Linked DNA regions of Gossypium hirsutum: region 1 is linked to region 2. Evidence: chromatin contacts called from public Hi-C data. All regions are on one chromosome and are shown on one strand. The core of a region is the stretch at or near the end of the contact, and the rest is flanking DNA. Distances in the headings are between cores, read along the strand shown. Region 1 holds the start of LOC107946544. Region 2 holds the start of LOC107946629.

Region 1 (3,717 bases), core at 1,069-3,568, 240 kb after region 2:
ACATTTACAAGTTGATGAGTGACATTCTTGGATCGTGACAAGGTCTCTTGGGCTGTTGCATTGTCCACACAGGGAAGAATGTCATCCAATGCGGTATGAGCAGTGGGATTCTGGACCCATTGATCCATGGCAACACATGCATCTCCAGCAACACTGAATCACAGGATACAATTTTAAGCCAAGTGTAATAACAGTCTCGAGCTCATATCATCTTAAGTTTATCATCAATAACATGTTTGTAAACCATTATATGGCCGAAAGTTGAAAAACAGATTTGAACAATAAACAAGCATGGAACAAGAGAAATTGAGCAGAACATACTTGTGAAGGAGGTGAAATACTCCGCATAAAATAAATGTACCAGTAACAAGAATCCAGCCAAGGATGACTAGCCTGCATTCATTAATCATAAAAGTGATTGATAAAGGAAGTTCGGTTTAGTAACATATGGACCTTCCCGAGTTATACCATTAATTACAGCGGCAAATACATTAATTATACTCCACTTACGTGTAAACCAGGCACTGCAATCCAAGAATGGAGAATACTGCAGCCAGTTACCAAAATAAAAGTATAAAGTTAGATGATATTGAGATAATCTAATTACTAAGAATCATGGAGCAATGATCAGAAAAATAATATAACTTACAGAATCCGAGAAATGCCAAAAAGAGCATCACAGCAGCAAGAATGATGAGAGCCAATCTCCTGCAGAATTTAGCATGAGATGAGTTCCATGATCAGCTCTGAGATTATTCTAATTTCATCCTAAAAGCTTCAACTTACATTCTGTCTAAGCCATGTTGAATTTTCTCTTTATTATCAGCCGTTTGATGTGAAAGAGTTGAAGCCGAAGAGTTTATCTTCCTATCGATATCATCAATGCCTTTTTGGACATCTGACGGCAAAATAGCTGAATCCACGCTAATTTTCTTAGCTGCAGAAAGATAATCTGACACATTCCTGAGGTTTTCAGCAGTGAGATCTGCCTTACTAACCGCATAATCCAGTGTGTCTGTTGTACAGCCATGAAATTTTCCCTGACCAGTGTACAGCACAACACACCCGGCACTGTAATATGAAGTTATATATGGAGTGAGCAATTTTACGGTTATTCAAAACATACATATCTCAAAAGTTTAGCACGAAAAGAGTGTCGGTACATTGCAGCAATGGTGAAGAGTATGAGGAAAATAAGGGATAGCGCATAAGCTGTCCGAGAGTAGCCATAAGAATTTAGTTGACAGCAGCAATGACGGATGCATATGATGAACAAGCATAGTGCGAATATCACAAACCAGACTGCAGCAATGACAAAGAAAGGAGCCGCCGTAAAACCCACAGACTGCATTATCAGACATGAAAACTTTATAAGTTTTCTAAGTACCAGCGACTGGCAAGATAATTTGATTCATTGAGATTGACATAACAGAAAAAAGAAAACAGAACCGAATCGATGATCAGGGAAGAACCTAAGGGAAAAACAGGATTACGGAGAATAAAGTGTTCTTAATAAGCATCAAAACCAATCACAAACACATAAAGGTATGAAATTTCTAGGAAAAATCATACGAATATCAAATAAAACTGTGGAAATTAAAGGACTACATACACCAAACACAATCAAACCAGCCAACAACATATAAAATTCATGATTCCAGGCTGCATGCATCAATTTATCAAAAAAAAGTGAACAAGGGAAGAAACTGACAGCCCAGTAGTGTTCATTGCTGATATTCCAGCCACCAGTGTACTTGTGAAAATCATTAAGAGGGTCTCTCCTGTAAGTCCTTTTTTCAGCCAAAATCAAAGACGAGTTGTTGTCTCCTTCACTTCCCTCTACAAGGTTCCTCCTTTCTATCTTCCTCCATGCTAACACTTCACTCTGCTCTCTCTCCCCAAACACAAAACTTTTACAATACCCTATAAAAAAATGATTTCAATAAAAAAAACCCAGAAATAAAAACCAAAACTTTCATTGAAATAATAAAAATCAGTACCTGAAATATTCAAAGTCTGGACATTTAAAGCTTGAGAACCTATTTCACGTCCAAAAAGAAACAAAGAAAAAAATAAAAGAAAAAACAATGCATAAGGGTTTGATCTGAAACATAACATTATGTATTTTTATTTTTATTTTTCCTTTCTGTGTTTCTTTGGGGGTTCAATATTCTTAAGAATGTTTTTGAATGTTTATGAGAGAGAGAGAGAGAGGGGGGGAAGATAAAAGAGAGTTAATTGCAATATTAAGAGGTTGATGCAATCTATTACATGAAGAAGCTAACCTTACGGTGAGGGAAAAAAATATGATTTATTTATGTTTTATATAACTTGGTAGGTCCCTTTATATATTGTCTGTATCTTTTTATTTTTACCGAAATACCCTTCTAATTAAACTTGAAGGTGAAGCTGTGAAGCCTGAAGTTGCTTTTTCATATTAATTTTCCTTTTATTATAAGTTAATTAAAGGATGCTTTTTGCTGAGTCAGTTGTTTTGCTTTGCTTTTGGGCATTATTTTTATTCTTGAGCAAGTTATCCTATTTTACTCCAAAATAATTAATATATTTGTGCTTTCAAAATATTTGTTGGGATGATTTAGTTAAGGGAATTACTTACTTAAGTTTTATTTTGATGAATAATAATAATAAAAATAATTTATGGGTCATCTCGCTACCATACCTTCTAATTCCTATGTTGGTAAATTTCTTTAATATCACTCCTTTGCCCTTTTAACAAAATAAAGAATGTAAAACCTTTTATTGAATGAACAGAGAATGTTTCTCTTTTTGAAAAATAGACTCTGCACAATCAAAGTTAATAAAAAGGCATTTTAAGTTTTTGACTTTTTTGCAATAATCTTGTGACATTTTTCAAATTTATTAAAATTTACCCAACCTAACTACCCATCAATGCCCTACCCATTATAACATTACACATCACCAACAAATATTTACTTGTTTACCTCTTTATAACCAAAGGATTAGTCATTATTTTACCTAATTAGTTGTTTATTTCTTTAAAACATATTTGTAGCAAAAGAAAAGCATGTGCTGATTAAATTTGTTAAACCTTGATTTAAACCACCACAGGGTGTACTCCATTATATATTATGCTTAAGAGACTCCACCTCATGCCCGTTAAAATATTATTAAGAGATTCTTATTTTTGTACAAAAGCCAAAACCAACAAACAAGAAAAGGCCACAGAGATACCAAAACCTTTGCCATTTCTATTTTACTCGTTCTCAATCCTATATGATTTTTTATAAATTAAAAATAAAGAATACATAATATATAAATTAATATTTAAAATAAATATTTTTATAAATAAAAAAATTGGAAATAATATATTAGTAATATTAAATTAAAATTTAAAAAATAAAACAACATACATTTATTATAATAATTATTGATCATAAGTACAAAAGATATTTACATTAATTTGATTAGAGATGAAATATATTTACATTAAACTAATAAACATTAAAAAGTTTATTGAGATCTTATATGGTAAATCCTTTTTACATTTTTTAAAATAAAAAGAAAATATAAAAAAGTACTTGTTTCGCACATAATAAATAATTTATAAAAAAAGTTAATTAAAGTTATCTTACATATCTATCTCATGCTCTTCAGTGTCATTGTTGTTCGAATATTTAATTTTGAGATATTGGTGCTAGTAATGGATGTTATTTATGGATGCAAATTCAAATTCAA
Region 2 (3,759 bases), core at 1,232-3,731:
GAAAAATGGGCTTGGGCAAAAAACGAGGCCCGTTTAGAAAACGGGCCGGGCCTCGGGTAACATTTTTTGGCCCGGGCCCGGCCTGAATTATATATTATATATATTTTTTATTTTTTTAAATTATTTTAAATTTTTAATATAGCTATTTTTTATTATATTGTTAATTTGTGTATTGTTTTAAGAATTGTTTTACTATTATTTTTATTTGTTTTAATATTTTTTTATGTTTTTAAATATATTTGATTTATTATATTTTTAAATTTTTTTATTTAATAAAATAAGAAAAAAATTAATATGGGCCGGGCCGGGCAGGGCTCGAGCTTAGTAATTTTATTTCGGGCCGGGCTTAGACAAAATTTTAGACCCATATTTTGGGCCGGGCCGGGCCCAGGCCTAATAGACGGGCCTAAAATTTTATCTTAGCCCGACCTGAACCCGACCCGGCCCAAGCCATGATCACCTCTATTTTCATCTAATACCTAAATAATAAATCTCGACATTCTTTTCCTCTCCTCCATATTACAATAATTGAAACAAATTTGACTTTTGTAGGGGAATTTCTCCCTTTGGTGGGGGGTAAATGAGAATGTTGTGAAGTCTTATGGCGTTGCAGATTAGATAGGACTTAGGAGGTCGGAGCTTTTGGTGGGTTTGAGATAATGCTATTTATTTCTCCTTTTTAAAATAAACAGCTTAGCTGTCACATAATTGCGCCACTTGTGATTTTAAATATAAAATGGAAAAGGACATAATTACGAAATTGAATTCCCAACCAAGCCCCTTGCTTTCCTTGTAGTTTCAATTTCAATGAAATTATATGTTTTTTCTCTTCTCTTGTCATTTAATTCCCCTATTAATATGATCCTTAACATTTGTAATTAATTAGCTTTTTTTCTCTTAAAAGGGTCCAATGTTCTGTATGTTCAAGGGGGTTATCTTCTACTTCCAGGCCTAAAATTCGGTCAAATTATCCAGTATAAACAAATAAATACCGCCAACCATTTCGTCCAATTCCGATACCTGCATCATAAACAAGTGAAGAATATTAAAATCAAATTAGACTTAAAGAAAATAATAAATAAAGGAACCGGAATTTTTAAAAATAAATTACTGCAAATATTTGAAAACGGTGGACGGCAAGATGAAAATAAAACAAACGGAAGAAACTGCTGGAACGGAAAACGGGAAAAAATCTATGACGAAATAGTAAAGGAACTGCAATCGAATGGAACGGTGTTTGCAGAGCTAATCCAACGGAAGAAACAAAAATTATAACGAATCAATGTGGAGATCTGGAATGGAATTTTTGAATAAGAGTTAATTTGATTGGATTGAATTAGATTAGTGATTTTTGGAGAGATTTTAAAAGTTTGTTTTTAGTCCAAAAGCTCCTCAAATTTGCCATTGGCTGCAATATGAGTGTATTTACACCAACAAACTATATGATAATTTCTTCCTCGAATTTTAAGGTTTCGGTCAGCGGGACAATACTAGCTCAAATCCGTCCGAATCCTTCGTCCAAAATCTCCAACATCGTCGCAGGAAACTGACTTCACAGCCACCGACCGCGGCGTTACTCCGAAGCTCGATCTCAGATCACCGGAAAATCTCGGAGACGACCTAAAAGCGTTAAAAGATTACACAAACCGCATACGAAACCCTCATAAGTTTTCGGCTTTTGACATCACGGATAGCCGGCTAGGCCTAGGATGGAAAGCTTCACGGCGACGCTGCTGGTGAGAGGAAGGTCTAATCAAAGCCGACAAAGCTCTCTTAACCAGATCTCCTTCGACACCACCGATTCTCACGAGCGAGTTCGTCATCGCAGATCTACGCGCGTTAAGCCGATTACTCGGCGCGTAACCTGTCCCGGCATGCGAAGTATTGAAGCTCTTATGAAGACTGCAACGGAACGATCCCGGATGCGTTGTAGGTGAACACATGCAAGTCCGCTTCGTCTGTTTGCTCTGTAAATTCTTCAACGCCTCAGTGGTTCTCCGGACGGTGGTGATTGAACGGTTCGGTGAGATCGGACGGTTGTCGAGCGAGAACCGCACAGATGACGCTGATGAAGAGTTTCTGTGCAGGTTAACACGTGGTGGAGAAGTAGATCTTGGTTGATTGAAGAAAGTTGAACGTGAAGAGAAACCTGAACTGGAATAGGCAAAAGCGGAGGAAGAAGAAGATGGAGAGTGTGACTGTGAAGCGTAGAAAGAAGTAAACCGGGAAGATGGGGAATGAGATCGGAGAACCGGACCACTAGACCTTCTAGAAGAAGCCGCCATTTTTTATTAAGCTGTTACAGAAGAGAATAGATGTGTTATTTTAATTTCTAAAAAGTAGTGTTTGGCTGTTTAGTTGGGCAAACCTAGCTTCACTCGAGCCATGTATTCATAGGGTGGGGGGGGATTGGGATTCTAAATTCTTGGCTTTTGAGCTTCTGCCCCTAAACTTTTCTTTATTTATTTTCAATCCGCTTTCATTATTATTACTGCTCTTTGTGGCTCACACGTCATTGTTTTCCTCTCATTTTCGCATTCATGACTTTTCTTTTAAAAAAAACCAATTTGTTTCTACTAAATACGCTATATAATTATTAAATAATAACTGATTCTAAATTTAGATTTAAGAGAGATCATGCAGATAGAGTTTAGCTTAAACCTTTTTTTCTAACATATAAATTATGAGTTATGGGTAGAAATATGCGTTATAAAAAAATATATTATTTTAATGCATAAATATATATCATAAATTAACATTTTGATTAGGATTTGAAATTAAAAAAAATGAATTTAAGCATCAAAATAGTATATGCAAGTATTTCAGTATTTTGTTTGGTAAAACGCGTGTAAATTAACTCACATTCATTTTCCTCAATCATTTTCTAAAAATCTATAAATCATTTTATATTTTCATCTACAAATCCTATCTCACGTGTATTTGTGTAGAAATCATAAATATAAAACTATTTAAAAATAACATAGATAATGAAACATATGGTTTCAAATTAATTAATAATAACACATGAAATATGTACGTTATTAAAATTAAAAAATTAAATTAAATTATTTATCATTTAAGTTGATGTCGAGTTAACTTATAATATCAACTCGATCAAATATATTATTAATATATAAAACAAATTGAGGTGATAAACTATACACAATAAAATTAAAATATATCAAAATATCAAAATTTAATTTTATTTGAGTAGTAAATTAAAAGTTTTACTAGTGTAATTGACATGAGTTTAAATTTAACTATATGCATATAATTTTTCTTATTTTTATTTAGTTTTTTAAAGTGAAAATTTAAAATACTCTCGAATAATATTAATTATTTTAATTACGAAATAATATTAACATACCTTCCTAATTAAATTAATAATTTAATTAAGAATAACACTAATTCAATCAAAAATTTTATTAATAATATATATTCATATAATTATAGTTTTAGTAAAATTCACATGTAAAATTATATTAAAACTTAATTAATATTGCCGATATATATGAGTGGGGAGTAAATGAGAAATGAGAAATGAGAAAGTGGAAGGAGGGACAGGTAGAGCAGAGTTAAAGACGTAAGAGCTGACCAGAGTAGGGATAGAGTTGGGGTTGGGGTTGGGTTAGGTGGGGGGTTAAGAAGCAAATGGTTTTTGCAAATTGGAATTCCAATTCAACCAACGGATTGAGAAAAAGCTATGGGCACCGTCCGAGTGTGTCACTCACCACCAACACTACCATTATTACAATTTAA

Evidence for each region. Hi-C and Micro-C count contacts between places; a contact is called where the count stands out from the background.
Region 1: a contact with region 2 is called in a Hi-C map of leaf, with 2.4 times the contacts expected there. The contact joins the promoter of LOC107946544 here to the promoter of LOC107946629 in region 2. A contact is called at or near these places in 7 of 34 Hi-C or Micro-C datasets (hypocotyl, leaf and petal).

Annotation. Positions count from the first base shown.
Region 1 is chrA08:40,784,939-40,788,655 of Gossypium_hirsutum_v2.1, forward strand. LOC107946544 reads right to left here and starts at 2,319. Exons shown (of 9, transcript XM_016880933.2): 1 at 2,001-2,319; 2 at 1,712-1,923; 3 at 1,164-1,345; 4 at 787-1,071; 5 at 650-708; 6 at 511-547; 7 at 322-393; 8 at 1-153. The coding sequence starts at 2,118.
Region 2 is chrA08:40,543,749-40,547,507 of Gossypium_hirsutum_v2.1, forward strand. It overlaps LOC107946629, which reads right to left and starts at 2,482. Exons shown (of 1, transcript XM_016881041.2): 1 at 1,301-2,482. The coding sequence starts at 2,285. The coding sequence ends at 1,662.